Regions from separate parts of the Hordeum vulgare genome. Here regions 2 and 3 are each linked to region 1. Evidence: chromatin contacts called from public Hi-C data. All regions are on one chromosome and are shown on one strand. The core of a region is the stretch at or near the end of the contact, and the rest is flanking DNA. Distances in the headings are between cores, read along the strand shown.

Region 1 (5,011 bases), core at 1,355-3,854:
GTGATTTTGGTAATTAATCACAACATATGCATCATTGGACTAATGAGTTTATTCAAGTGTATTTTAGAAAATTGCAAAGATGCTTTGGCTATAGGATTGTGAGGAGATGCCCCTTGATGTAAGGAAGGAATAAGATTGGCTCATGCTTCAAGCAAGAATACTCTGCATTTCATATTTGTGAGAAATCACTTTGAGTCCATAGGAAATCCATTACTATTAAAAGGGGATGAGGTATTATGATGAATTGGTTGCTCAAGTGCTTAGAGGTAGCCACCAAAAATATTGAGCCATTCTTCCACAAAATATCTTTGTCCAAACCCAAACCAGCAAAATTGATGCCACCAACAATTTCCACTCGGCCCTACCGATTTTACTCTTGACAGAACCTATGCCAAACCCTACCATCTCGGTACCACCAGCATTCCTATCGGTGGCACCGAGATTCAGTGACCAACTTTCTATTGAGAAGATTTCAAGAATTGGAATTTCTGAGTTTGAAATCGGTCTCACCAAGATTTCGAAACTAGTCTAGGTTATCGTATCGGTACCACTGAGATTCCTATATCGGTATCACCGAGAATTCAAAAGTTGCCATATTTAGTGCAACTCGGTACCACCGAGATTCATTTTGGTGTCACCGAGTTGGGCAATAATGTTGTAACGGTTGGATTTTGAGGGGATGCCAATATATACCCCTCCATCTACCTCTCATTCATAAAGGAAGCACTCAGAACACACTTACACTTGCGAGAATCATTTTTCTGAGAGAGAGCCACCTACTCATGTGTTGAGATCAAGAGAGTCCATTCCAACCATTTGAACCTTGATTTCTAGCCTCCCCAAGTTGCTTTCCACAAAATCAATCTCTCCCATCCCTGCCAAATTTTAGAGATAGTGATTGAGTGTTGAGGAGACTATGTTTAGAAGCACAAGAGCAAGGAGTTCATCATTCTACCACATCTATTACCTTTTGGAGGGTGGTGCCTCCTAGATTGGTTAGGTGTTGCTTGGGAGCCTCCTACTTCGTGTTGTGGAGTTGAACCAAGCTGTTTGTAAGGGCAAGGAGATCGCCTACTTCATGAAGATCTACCGTGAGTGAGGCTAGTCCTGTGTGGACGAAAGCCGTGATGGAATAGACAAGGCCGCTTCTTTGTGGACCCCTTGTGGATGGAGCCCTCCGTGGACTCTCGCAACCGTTATCCTCCGTGGGTTGAAGTCTCCACGAACATGGACGTACGATAACGCCATCTATCGGAACCATGCCAAAAATCGTTGTGTCAACCTTTGCGTTTGATCTCCCTACCTTACCCTCTACTTTACACTTGCATGTTTTACTTTTCGCTCACATCTATCGGAACCATGCCAAAAATCGTTGTGTCAACCTTTGCGTTTGATCTCCCTACCTTACCCTCTATTTTACACTTGCATGTTTTACTTTTCGCTGCTATACTCATAGATGTGCATGTGTAGGGGGTACTTGACTAGTCATAATTGCTAAAATTGGCCCACGACTAAACTGAGAAAATGCTAAGTTTTTATCTTGTCAAGTAGTCTAATCACCTCCTCCCTTTAGACATACTTTCGATACTACAATTTGAGTGGATATGATACCACAATCATGTATTTTTTTCATGTTTCCGTGTTTTTAGAATAGAATCATACAAAATGAATACCTCCGATATTTTTAAAAGAGTTTATTTTAGGGATAGCTTTGTAGATATCCTAACCAAACAAACATGATGCAAACAAAAACCTATGAAATTCGAGTGGATATGATACCACAATCATGTATTTTTCTTGTTTCCGTGTTTTCAGAATCATATAAATTGAATACGCCCATCTTTTTACAAGCCTCAGTTCCCATCAAATTTGTATGAAATACTCTGACCCAAACCGATGTTGGAGCTTATAAATGAAGATAAAGGGACCAAAGAAGACAAACGGTGCAAATTGTTCATAAGAAAGGCCCAATTGTAGCAATGTAGGCATTTTCCTTTTTTGGTAAAATGCAAGGAAATGACATAATTATATGCATGCACAAATGTATAAGCTTTCAAACGCTACACAACTATGATTTTCACAAAAAAAGTGAGTTTAGTTTTACAAAAAATTCATCACCAACTGAACTCACCGAAATCAAGTTAATTTCAATGATTTCGGTTTGCATTTCAGTCAAAGGGCCAAAATATTCAATTGAATTCAATTAAATATTTGATTTTTTTGCAGAACATTTGAATTCATGTGTACTACGGAAATTGCTGATAATATTTTAACCGGTGCCTAAATATTTAAGTGTCTATTGAAATTACCGAAATTCATTGAATTTCATTGAAATCGCACTGAGAGTGAAAAACATAGTCTAGAACATAATAAGAGGGAAAAAGTTTCCACTTCTTCTAGTCTATCTAGACATACAAAGACTATTGCCTACTGTAAATTGCAGGAGGGGGCAAAGCCGGGACAACCCAATCATGACCATCCGTTGCGAATCGAATGTCTGACATGTCCCTTATACCATATTCAATCAAGATAGCTGCAGCTGTGCCCGAGCCCATACAAATCCATCACGGGAAACCTCACTACTCCACACCGGAATCCCGAGTTTCTCAACAGCGACGCCGCGACGGCGACCAACAGCGACAAACGCGGGGAGCCGGGAGCCGGAGAAAAGACAAGACGAAGGAGCCCGGAGGCGCCGACTCGGGAGCACACCAAAAACGGAGACGCGCCGCCAAATAATTTAACAGCGCGCCGCGCAGCATCCATCAAGAACACGATACCTTTTCCCCCCTCCCCCGGTCCACCGCCCACCCCTCGCTCGCTTCCTTCCCATTTCGCTCCGTGTGTCGTTGACGAGATCTCGCGTCCATGTGGCCGGGGTTGTTTTCCTTTGACTTAATCCAACCAAGAAGAGGACTTGGAGCCGTGTGAGGCCACTATATTGGCGGTCTGCTGGTTGCTCCCACCATTTGGTTTTCCTCCTCTTCTTGCCATTTCTCGTCTGCTTGCTTGCTTCTTCTTCTTGCCCCCCATCCCCTGTCTGTCCCGGAGCGTGCAGAACCTGATCTGGTTCTCCTCGTGTGTCCGTCCACATCCAGGGGGGGTCCTGGATTTGGAGGCGGAGATTGGTACCTGGAAAGCGGTTGATGTGCCTGTCGGCCTTGTTGTTTTGCCGGGATTGGTAACTGGCGGGCGGGCGAGAAAGGAGTGATGGGAGCTTGATTTGCCACTTTGATCTTGGGATTGGTTGTTGGGGGGGCGGCGGCGGTTGGCCCGTTTCTTGGTTCTTCTGGGGCGGAGTTTGTTTGGGATCGGGAGCGGAGCAAGCCATTTCCGGGCGGTTCTTGTCGGGGGGATTCGCGCCGACTGAAGCAAGTTCGTCGGGAAGATGCGGCTGACTGTGCGTGTGATCGGGGCGCGCAACCTGCGCGCCATGGATTTCAACGGGTTCAGCGACCCGTATGTGAAACTGCAGGTTGGGAAGCAGCGGTTCAAGACCAAGGTGGTCAAGATGAACCTGAACCCGGAGTGGGATCAGGAGTTCAGCTTCGTCGCCGCCGATGTCCGGGAGGTGCTCAAGTTAGATGTCTACGATGAAGACATGATCGGGACTGATGACTTCCTGGGCCAGGTGAGGGTGACACTGGAGGATCTTCTGGCCGTGGAGAACTTCTCGCTCGGTACGCGCTGGTACCAGCTTCTTCCCAAGACCAAGAGTGACAAGGCAGTTGATTGTGGTAATTGTTTCAACTTTCAGGTTTTCTCTAGTCATTTGCTCATGGACGTTTGCTATGTTAAGTAATGTTAGCATTTTTTTGTCCTTTTGCATATGGATTCAGTATTTGACTTTGTGAAATTACACCATGTATTCATTTATCTATTGCTAACTGTAAGATCTACAAGGGCATGAATTCTACTTGCTATGTAATTGTGTGAAATATGCTTGTCACTTTGCTGTTATTTATTATTTAGTTGCACTTTGCAGGGGAGATTTGTCTTGCAATATCTTTAGAAACAGCTGGGGCCACACGATCATGGTCAGATGATCTTGCAACTGAACTAACTGGTACACGGAAAGAGTATTCATTGGCATCAAGTCAAAGTGCAGGATCATCATCGGCTGCATTAGCTTATGAAGAAAATGAAGCTTCTAAAGAAGATAATGTTAATGAGTATTTTTCTGATGGAACTGAAGTCCCTGAAGAGGACAAATGTGGCGAAGTGAGAGCTCCAGAGGACAGGTTTAATGGGATTCCTACTGAAATTTCTAATGAAGCCGAAACTTCTAAAACAGAAAAGCTTGACAAGCCCTCGCTTGTTGATCGTGTCTATCAAATGTTTGCCAAGAAAAATGATGATATTTCGTCAACATCATTGAGAAAGACCGAGGCTTCAGAAGAAGTTCAACAAGCAACAGCAGTATTTGAGGCTCCTTTAAGCCAAAATAGTGACATTTGTTCAGATGTTACATTTGATGAACTACTGGGGTCTTTTGAATCAAGGCACGAAGAAGTCGAAATGCCTGTGAATTTACAAGGAATTCTTGTTAATCAGTCATATTTTACGTCGCCCAGTGATTTGAATAACCTTCTCTTCTCACCAGATTCAGATTTCCGGCAAACATTGGTTCAGCTTCAGAATTGTACTGATTTCAAAACTGAACCGTGGAGAATTGATAATGATGGAGAGTCCCTGAAGAGAGTGATAAGTTACACAACTGCACCATCCAAATTGGTTAAAGCTGTAAAGGCAACAGAGGAACAATCTTATTTGAAGGCTAATGGAAAAGAGTATTCAGTTTTGTTGAGTGCTAGCACTCCTGATGTTCCTTGTGGTACTTATTTTCGGACAGAGGTTCTTTTCCGTATTATGCCAGGCCCTGAACTTGATTCTGAGCAACAGACTTCACATTTGGTAATTTCTTGGCGCATGAATTTTCTTCAGAGTACTATGATGAAAAGTCTTATAGAAAATGGAGCAAGACAAGGCTTGGAGCAAAATTATTCACAGT
Region 2 (5,011 bases), core at 926-3,425, 160 kb after region 1:
ATGGGCTCCAAGGCGTATAAGATGTACGACCCCGTCTCGAAGCGGCTCCAAGGCATACATTTTGAGGGCTATGTATGGTTTGAGTAATATGTATGTGCTCAAGACATTTAATACAGCAACGACAACAAAGCCTTTAGCCCCAAGCAAGTTGGGGTAGGCTAGAGCTGAAACCCATAAGATCTTGCAACCAACTCATTGTTCTGGCACATGGATAGCAAGCTTCCACGCACCCTTGTCCATGGCTAGTTCTTTGGTGATACTCCAGTCCTTCAGATCTCTTTTTATGGACTCCCCCCGTGTAAGTTCGGTCTACCCTGACCTCTCTTGACATTATCAACACGCTTTAGCCGTCCTGCACTTTTGGAGGCCTGTGTTGAATATTGCCCAAACCGTCTCAGGCGATGTTGGACAAGCTTCGTTTCCATCGGTGCTACTCCAACTCTTTCTCGTATATCATCATTCTAGACCCGGTGCTTCCTTATGTGGCCACACATTCATCTCAAACATGCGCATCTGTGCTGCACCTAACTGTCGAACATGTCGCCTTTTAGTCGATCAACACTCAGCGCCATACAACATTCTGGGTCGAATCGCCATCCTATAGAACCTTCCTTGTATCTTTTGTGGCAATCTTGTCACAGAGAACGCCAGAAGCTTGACGCCACTTCATCCATCCGACTTTAATTCGATGGTTCACATCTTCATCGATCCCCATCCTTTTGCAACATTGATCCCAAATATCGGAAGGTGTCCTTCTGAGGCACCACCTGCCTATCAAGGTTAAACTTCCACCTTGTGCCCAGTAGTACTGAAACCGTATCTCATGTACTCGATTTTAGTTCTACTAAGCCTAAAACCTTTCGGTTCCAAGGTTTGTCTCCATAGCTCTAACTTCCTATTAACCCTCGCCCGACTATCATCGACTAGCACCACATCATCCGCAAAGAGCATACTATGGGACATCTCCTTGTATATCCCTTGTGACCTCATCCATCACCAAAGCAAAAAAGATAAAGGCTCAAAGCTGACGCTTGGTGCAGTCCTATTTTAGTCGGAAAGTCATCAGTGTCTCCATCACTTGTTCAAACACTTGTCACAACATTATCGAAAATGATCACACTATGGGATCTCAGTTTTGTGGGGATTAATACTTATGTCTTGATCCCTGCAACTTTAATATGGATGTTTAGCTAATAATATGCATCTTTGAGTATTCAGTTTCAGAGAGGTATTTTTCTTCAATAGACCACATATTCTTGTTTTTGTTCGATGCCTGGTTTATTAGCATCAGTCAAATATAAATTGTTGTAAAACGATGAAATTGACTCGTGACATAAACAACCCTTGGACATCAAATCCAGTGCGGAAGATTTATTTTTAGTGTGCAGACGTTTTCTGTTGTCAAATTATCTCGCGGTTTAGTAGCAATCATCGTGCCTGTTTGTAAAATGACTGTGTACTAATAACGCATGGCAATCTTGTGCAGGGAGATTGTAACTTCATTTGTTGTTGACTTCAGGGCTTTCCTAAAGATGTTGGTTGGCAAGTTCTGGAGCAAAGAGGAAAAGAGTATCCCGAGATGGTCCCGTTGTAAGGAATCAACCACTCTATTGACCTCACCGAATAATAGTAGTAACAGTAAAAGGATCATTGGTGGTGAAGATTCAAGATGTCATGTGTAATTTTAGGTGTGACGATATTATTGTTTTTGTGGAAACACGAGTCTCTTGCAATGTTGTTGTACCCTTCCTGATACATTAACAAACCAGGTATATAATTTCTCAGATAGCCATAGCCATGTCTTGTAAAGAGAGGACAATAAAATGGAGAAAATAAATGTCACCTGCTAGCTTGTTGGAACACTGGATGGTCATATTCATGTACGTTTACAATCATGCAATGTTGAGGCACATCGGCTCTGGCTTTCATATTTTATCTGAAAGATGAATATCATACCCTTCTTTTTCAAAAAAGAAAGATTCCAGTATTAGTGGTAGTATTTTACATGTGCACAGAATTATATATATATGTATTTTTTGCTGGGGAAAAAGGTCTTAGTAAGAATTGTCTTCTTGGTATAGTAGTAAGTTGATGTTCTTGTCAGCAAAAAGCTGTACCATTGGATTTGTATTCGAAAGATTTTTCTAGTGGTGACTTCCAATTCAACTTATTTATATGTTATTGTTCTAATTTATGGCAGAAGTTAAATCTCATAAAAGGTGACCTTATAAACTGGAACAGAAGGAGTGTTGAATGACGCAGGGAAAATAACTGAAAATAGCCATTAAACGTGTAACTGATGGCAATGTGGTACAGTATCTCTGTAAGTAACTCGTGCAGTAAACATCTTCTACTTTTTTTTTTGTTACAAAGTAAACATCTTCTACTGTCTGCTGCAGAATTGATTCGACGATTTTTGCCATCTTCCGTGCGAATGCAACACGGAGGCGTTCGCCAGGATTGGGCCTGTGGCGGACGTTCGCCAGATAACATTTCCCAGGTTCAAACGAATCCAGCAACAGAGGTGGCTTGGTGATCCATACAGGTGAGCGCTGCAGCCCAGACACCAGAGTCGAAACCGAACCCAAAACTAGCGTCCAAAACCAAGGTGCGCCGCGCAGCGGAAAGCTTTTCGCCAAAAACAAAAGCGAAATTTCTCTGCACCCAGGCGGCCAGGCCTCATCAACGGACTGGATAAAGAGAAACCCCCACGCGCTGCGCGCGGCCACGACGCGGAAACCAGGCCAGAAACCCCCCCGAGTCTGGCGATCTGTTGGTCACGCCGGCCATTCCTGCTCGCCTCCACGCCACGCGGTGACGGCTAGCCGCCCTCGGATAAGCCATTAAAGCCGCCGCCGCCGCGCCTCGGTTCCGACGACGCCTACTTCGATTTCCTTCCGAGGAAAACCCTCTTCCGATCGCCGGGGGCGCCATGCGCACCAAGCACCTGATACCCAACCACGCCGCGGGTCTCACCTACGCGAACGCCTACGCCGCCGCCCCTCGCGAGAGCCACGGCGATGGCGGCGGCGCCGTCGACCCGTTCGAGGCCTTCCCCGACGCGGTCCTCGGGCTGATCGTCTCCAAGCTGCCCTTCAGGTCCGCCGTCGCTGCGTCCGCCATCTCGCGCCGGTGGCGCGGCGCGGTGGCCGCCGCGCCGGAGCTCGACCTCGACTTCGCCGCGGCGTTCCCCGCCGCGCCCCGCCGCAGGACGGCATTCGCGGCCGCCGCCACCGCCGCGCTCGCGGGCTCGCGGCAACGCCCGCTCCGCCGCCTCCGCCTCGCGCTCGACGGCTTCTTCGACCAGGTCTTCGCCGCCTCCGCGGCCAGCCACGTCGCCTCCTGGCTCGACGCCGCCGCGGCGCGAGGCGTCGAGCAGTTGGAGCTCCACCTCCCGCGCTCCCGCCTCGCCGTGCTCCCTCCCTCCCTCCTCGCCTGCACCGACCTCACGTCGCTCACCCTTCGCCTCGACCACAACGCCCTTCCGCTCCCTTCTCTCTGCCCCCTCACCCACCTATCCCGCCTGCACCTCGCCTCCATTTCGCTCGTTGGCTGCGGCGACTTCTTCGAAGACCTCTGTTCTCACTGCACGCAGCTCAGCTGCCTGAGCCTTGAACAGTGCCATATCGGTGCACTCCGACTAGCCGGCACACCGCGGCTTCGCTCGCTTGACATCGCCAGCTGTTCTTGGACGCAGCAGTCGTCTGTTGCCATTGCTGAGATGCCGGCGTTGCGCACTCTCCGCTACTCGGGTGCGATGGCAAACAGGCACATGATCAATGACGCCGATTCCTTGGACGAGGTCGTTCTCACCATTGAGCCACAAGTTAAGCTCCTGGAGCCTAATCTCAGAGAGCTGCTTGTGTTGGTTGGAAACGTACGGAGCCTAGTGCTTTCGCCCTGGTGCATTGAGGTATATTATATATAAGTTCTTCATCTTGTGAAGTAATTGATGTTTCAGGAATCTAACCATCTAGATGTGAATAATTTGAAGCAATTTGCGCATCCTGAGGAATGGTCGAAGGTGAGGCTAGATAAGGTGAGACGGCTGGCATGCATAATAGAGAGGAGGGAAGAAGGTGCTTTGTCCATTGCACCATTGCTTACGAGTTGCCCCAATGTGCAACAACTTTCTGTGTCGGTCGTGGTGAGATACACATCCTCGAGTTCTTCTACTCTTGTGGTAACTCTACTGCAATGAAATGATGTTAATGCCAATGACGTGATTGCTTCTTGTTGCAGCCATCGCAGTCCAAGCGAAGACGGTGCAGTGACACTGGAGTTCAGTATGGTGTTATAGGTAGTAGAAGGATGATTGTCAGGAATCTCATGGAAATTAGGATGGAGTACATTGATGAGAGCAAGAGTGGGTTGGATCTGGTTAAGCTTCTGCTCAAGAATGCGCAGATGTTGGAGATGATGACAATTGTGCCTTCCATGGATGGCCTTGATCAGGCCAAGTTCAGGCGCAGGGTTTTGAAGTTCAGGAAAGCTTCCAGGAATGTCAACATCCAGTTTTCTGCCACTACATGATGGAATGCCTGTGTGTTAATCGGTGAAGTTTCATGTTTCAGTCCTTCAAGGAAGAAGTGTCTTGCCTGTCATCAGTCAGGCTCTTCCAGTTTTGTTCGGGGTACTTTAAGATCTAACTTGTCACAGAGATGCTAACTGTCATTTCAATTCATTGCCGAGCCTCATTTAGCTTGATTGTCCTATAAGTTGGAAATTTTCCCAATTCTTTGGTGAACCAAACTACCTTACTTGAGAAACATTATCAGGTACAGGTACTTAGTTTCATGAGCTAAATCCCTGAAAAATTAATTTGAAGAAGCGTCTTCTACCATGTTTGCCCTTGTGTCCCTATACGCATCGCACTCTTGACATACTTAAATTTGGTTCAGTAATTAATTTAAGATTGTGTACATCAATTGTATCCATCTTTTCGCTTTGGTCACACTTCTAAGCTTTTTGATCAATATTTAACCGTCTTTATCTTCAAGTCACCGTAGTA
Region 3 (5,011 bases), core at 892-3,391, 150 kb before region 1:
CATTCAATTTTGTTGGTTTATCTGATGGTGTTAGTTATTACCTTTCCCAGACATATGAGTTCATTCATGATCTTATATGTGCTAAGACATAGGTTTATGCTACAAGGTATACCCTGGAGCAATGGCTGGTGCTTCTGAAGCTAATTTGATGGCATTGAATGAGCTGAGGACTCATGCTTTTCTTCAGGTTAGGAAAATAGTGAGATTTTAACAGAGATTGAACTTGCCGATCTGGATGAATATGTCAAACATGAAATTTCCAAAAAATAATTTGTTTTCCTTTTCTTCCACTTTCAGAGTGATGCGAGGGATATCTGTGAGAACATTCAGTTCCTGTTAGGAGCCTTTGAGACAGCTACTGGAGAGCAGGTCTATCACCACATAACTTCATCACTTCATAGACGATCCTGTAATGCTTTTAGACTGATGTAATTTTTCTACAGTGGCTTGCCTTCCGCGATGATGGAAGATACAGTGCTGCAGACTATGCAAAAATAACAAGCGAAAGGCAGTTGAAGGAACGACCTAATTTCTGGAATCCCTATGATCGTGCATACAAATTGGAACTGAAGAGATATTTTGTCCTTAGGCTACTTAATGGAGCTATGTGTGGCCTTGTCCACATGCACAATCATGATAGACTGCACCAAAGCCTTGGCCCCTCTTCTGTTGTACTCAAGTATTATGCATTTTCCTTGTTTACTGCCCATTCTACAGCTTATGGCTCAATTTCAGTTCTGTTACTACTTATTAGTGTAACTTCCTCTTATTTAGCACTGTTGCAGAGAAAAATGGATACTATTTACTTCCACAGCTCCGTGATTTGGCATTTTCTGTAGATATCGGGTATAGCTCCATCCTTGCTGCATTTTCTTTTACCAATGAGAAAGCGCTTTAGAGAATAGATATACTTTTATAATGACAGGTATTCGTCTATGGGGGTTGGAGCGTTGTCAGACGGTCTTTGGCGTCGAGCATCTGCTGCTGGAGCATCAACTCCTTTGGAGAAGCGAGCTTTTGGAGTAGCTGATGACATGCAAGTATTTCCTTTTCTTTTCGAGTGACAAAATGCAAGTCTCTCACATATACCTGTGATTGAAAAAAACAGATATGGAGCTGGGTTGCTTATTGCATACATGGCATTTATTCCGTTTTGCGAAGCAGGCATCATGGATGGCATTTCCTTGCAGGTTCTTGATTTTAATTTAGATTTAAGTTCATAAGTGAAATTCCTGCAAGGAAATTTTATGGGAAAAATATTATTTTCCTTTATACACTTTGATATCTAAAAAAGTACTTATTTATTCTGCAGAGGCTCTTGGAGAACACTTTTCGTCTGGACATTTATGCTGCAAGAGAGTATGAACCGCTAGAACAAAACATCTACATAGTTTAAAGTTTAAACATTCCAATGTTTGAATAATTTTGCTTTGAAATTCATTTGATAAAATCTGCTCTCGCTTATTTTTTTACCTGATCGTTACTTGTGATTTGTGATATTCAGAATCAATACGCATGCTTATCTATGTTTACGAATTCACATAGGTATTGTCTGGAAGATGATAAATTATCGGAAGCTGTAAAATTTCTAGATTTAGGTGATGGTGCCGGCTGGGAGTTGCTGCAGGTTTGCCTCTACGATTATAGTTAATTTTTATCTGTTTACAGACCTTCTGCTGCTGCAGATGATACTTATGCATGCTTACTAGTAACTGTGGACTCAGTGAATCTACTTCCGATTCCTTCATCTTTAACAAAGTGTTCTTACACTGATTTATTTTCTGTAGGCAATGCTTAATCCAGATTACCGTAAACGACCAATTGCCGAGGCTGTACTGAACCATAGATTTATTACAGGGGCTCTATTATAGAAGTAGTCATTAACTAGATGCGCTTATAAATTTGTACAATAGATTGTAGAGGCAGGTCCCATTGTGTGAAAGAAATGTTCAAATCTAAAGACATGTTCTGATCAGGTGCTTAAATAGTGTACCTAAACTAGAGGAACAATGTAAATATATGCATGAACATCATTTTCGGCAATACTGCTAGACATGTTTTTGAGTTATCAGACTTGGAACATTTTCTGGGCATAGAGGTATTTCAGAGAGGCTGTGAGGATAAGGTGAGGAGGAGGTGGGCTAGGTCACGGGAGAAGGTGGGCCGCAGGAGCAGTTGGGTGGCCCAATTAGAGAAAGAAAAGGTCTACCCTTTCTATTACCTTTAACAGATTTTTTTTAGAAAGAGAGCTTTGGAAGAAGAAGAAATGGCTAGAGAGGCTGAATGATGCTGAAACTTATTATGCGAGGTCCATGATTTCTAACTAGCCCCAAAAAATAAGTTTCAGCAAATTTGGGAGAGTTTGAATTCAAACTTATTTGAATTTGATTCAAAAAGGTATTAATAAGTAGTAGCCAGGATTATCCAAAAATCATGATAATTTTAGTGGGGCTTGGTTATGTGACAAAAGATTTTTGGACAAAGATTGGGGATCATGCTTGAAGTAGAAAATAAATGCAAATTTTTAAAAGCTTTGTAAGGGAAAACGTAAAACACTTAACTAAAATATAAAGAAGGCTCCAATGATTTTCTGAAAATGTTCATAGTTTTTAATTTGGTGTGCGATATTAATGGCATGATGAAATGCAAATCTTCAAATCTATGCCTAGTAATAAAGGCATTAGCGGGTTTTCCCGTCCGTTGATAATTTTATAGAGAAACCCCCCTGTATTTTTGAAAATTAACTAGTAGTCCATTGTTAAGTCACTGGAAAAATGAATCTTTTTTTTCTTTTTATGAAAACCCCTGACTTTGTAGCTAATTAACCCACAGTCCACCTTTAAGTCACAGAGATAGCTAATTAACCCACAGTCCACCTTTCAATCACAGAGATAGCTAATTAACCCACAGTCCACCTTTAAGTCACAGAGAAACGAATCGTCTTTGGCATTTTATACGCACCGTCCACTATCTTGATTAATCAACCCGCGGTCCATTTAGAATAAATGTTTTCTATAATAATTATATCTTTTAAACCCTAGTCTTAATTTTAACATGTTATATATGAATTTTTATTAATAAAATATGTAAAATATGAACATAATGTTATTTTACCTATTAATCATTTTTAAAATACTATTTAGAGTGCAAACTTAATCAATAGCACACGATCCGTCAGTCTTTCATAATAGCGTTGATCCAGGATTTTTTTAAACAAATACCTCATCAAAACCAAATTGAAGACAAAACAACCATCCATTCATAACCACGCATGCACGCCTTGACAAAACCTACAACAGAGAAAGAGACCTTAGAATTGACCACCTTTAAACACGTTATGACTGTGTGAGCATTGAGGCCACATGCAAATGAATCACTCAGCCAAACCCGAACGGAGACCAAAGAAAGCATTGATAAAGAGGTTCCTTAGGATTGAACACATTCAAACGTGTTGTGGTTGAGTCACCATCGAGGCCACTGTCGATGAGGATGCAAAGGAGGATAAGCGGCAAAAGAGATGAGATACTATGTTGAAGTAAAGGATATGGAGCTACTCGGTCTTGAGTTATGGTTATTATTTGGTTAGACTATCCATAATGGGGAGTAACTTTAACTAGTAACATGTATATGTTACTACCTTTATAATGAAGAGTGACATGAATATAGTGTCATGAAACACTTTATTTATTAGCTTGTAGATTTATTTTTTTAATATATGTGATGTTACTCATAGTGTGAGTAACCAGCTGTGTTACTCATGCATGAAAAATTTCTAGTGGGCCTCTTGGACGCTTCGCTTGTCGAGCAACGAAAAGATTGATGATTGGTAAAAACGTACGCGAAGAGGAGATCGATCATAGACATAGAAACACATCTTGGTCGTGCTGCCCTACCTAGCTAGCCCTACACACCGGACTGGAGAGAATAAGCAAATTTGTTGAGTTGAATTTTATGTTACTATTGAATTTTTCTCACTATATGGGATCTTTTTCTGGTTGCAATGCATATATTCTTTTGCTAGTTACAATAATGTAATCGTTACCTTCTGCCATTACCAGGAAACTTCCCCTAGCCGCCTTGGTGGAGTGTAGAAAAATGTTCACCAGGATAAACAGAGATTATAACGGGATTTGATGTGACACCGCGAGTAAAAAATGACGTCCGATACACAACTATGATTATCATTAAACATGTCAAAGCTGCAAAAGGGAAGCAATTACGATACCCAGACATCACTGACAAGTACGTATGAATCTTTAATTTTCTTTTGAAAACGTAGGCATTGACATTGTCCATGTTAGTTATCCACAGAGAGCTGTGCTTATGACTAGTCAAAGTCAATGAGTGAATTTCATGCCTTTTTAATTAACCGTACATACCTCGGACACCATCACATGTATTCCAATCACGTGAGAATATTTACCTACTGGAATGGAAATATTTAATTATCAAAGTTGAGGATTAGGGTGAGAAGCCCAACTGGCGACCTACAGGCTTGCTTTGGTTCGTATGATTATAAAAACACAGAAAATAATAAAAACTAGGAATTAAATAGGAATACATGTGTAACACAGAGGATTGAAAGACGTGAGATTTTTACACACCTGATGTTTGGTTCATAGGAATACAAAAACAAAGAAAAAACAGAGTCAAATAAAAGTAAATCAAATGAAAAGGTATAATTAGCATAATGTAACACTATTATTGATAGATAAATCTCACTTAACCACGAAAAAAACATGTTATTATGCCCTAAGAATCTCAATCTCACTCTTCGTGAGTAGGAATTTGAAAAGGACGTCCAAATTAATTGTAAAATTCTCGCACTTTCCGTTGAAACTGAAACCAAAGGAAATTTCCTTCATCTTTTCCTTTGTATATGTATTTCTTTCACTTTTTCTTTGAACCGAAGGAGGCCTCATTGGTCATACCCACATGGTCAATCAAAAACACAGGAGCATAAATATGATGGAATTAGATGCCATATTATGTGCATACCCATATGAATGTA

Evidence for each region. A called contact is a pair of places that touch in the nucleus more often than the background predicts.
Region 2: a Hi-C map of leaf shows a contact between it and region 1, with 3 times the contacts expected there. The contact joins the promoter of LOC123406200 here to the promoter of LOC123402465 in region 1. A contact is called at or near these places in 2 of 6 Hi-C or Micro-C datasets (both in leaf) and 1 of 1 datasets of contacts at active chromatin or transcription factors (embryo).
Region 3: a Hi-C map of seedling shows a contact between it and region 1, with 4 times the contacts expected there. The contact joins the enhancer-like site here to the promoter of LOC123402465 in region 1. A contact is called at or near these places in 3 of 6 Hi-C or Micro-C datasets (leaf and seedling) and 1 of 1 datasets of contacts at active chromatin or transcription factors (embryo).

What each region holds. Positions count from the first base shown.
Region 1 is chr6H:453,385,606-453,390,616 of MorexV3_pseudomolecules_assembly, reverse strand. It overlaps LOC123402465 (C2 and GRAM domain-containing protein At1g03370-like), which reads left to right and starts at 2,604. Exons shown (of 9, transcript XM_045096390.1): 1 at 2,604-3,737; 2 at 3,986-5,011. The coding sequence starts at 3,389.
Region 2 is chr6H:453,222,191-453,227,201 of MorexV3_pseudomolecules_assembly, reverse strand. LOC123406200 (F-box/LRR-repeat protein At1g06630-like) reads left to right here and starts at 2,175. Exons shown (of 4, transcript XM_045099674.1): 1 at 2,175-2,323; 2 at 2,400-3,913; 3 at 3,995-4,147; 4 at 4,243-4,843. The coding sequence starts at 2,933. The coding sequence ends at 4,533. LOC123406201 (histone acetyltransferase MCC1-like) reads left to right here. Exons shown (of 6, transcript XM_045099676.1): 6 at 1,520-1,860. The coding sequence ends at 1,682.
Region 3 is chr6H:453,538,686-453,543,696 of MorexV3_pseudomolecules_assembly, reverse strand. LOC123403490 reads left to right here. Exons shown (of 12, transcript XM_045097422.1): 4 at 107-187; 5 at 298-369; 6 at 444-679; 7 at 775-846; 8 at 926-1,036; 9 at 1,109-1,190; 10 at 1,313-1,359; 11 at 1,546-1,627; 12 at 1,788-2,043. The coding sequence ends at 1,871. Among protein-coding and RNA genes, the nearest start is that of LOC123403490, 11 kb to the left of the region's middle. Within about 2 kb of position 2,141, at least 2 of the 3 cell types and tissues checked have open chromatin away from gene starts, as enhancers often do. A contact at or near this core is called in seedling, where this site is marked.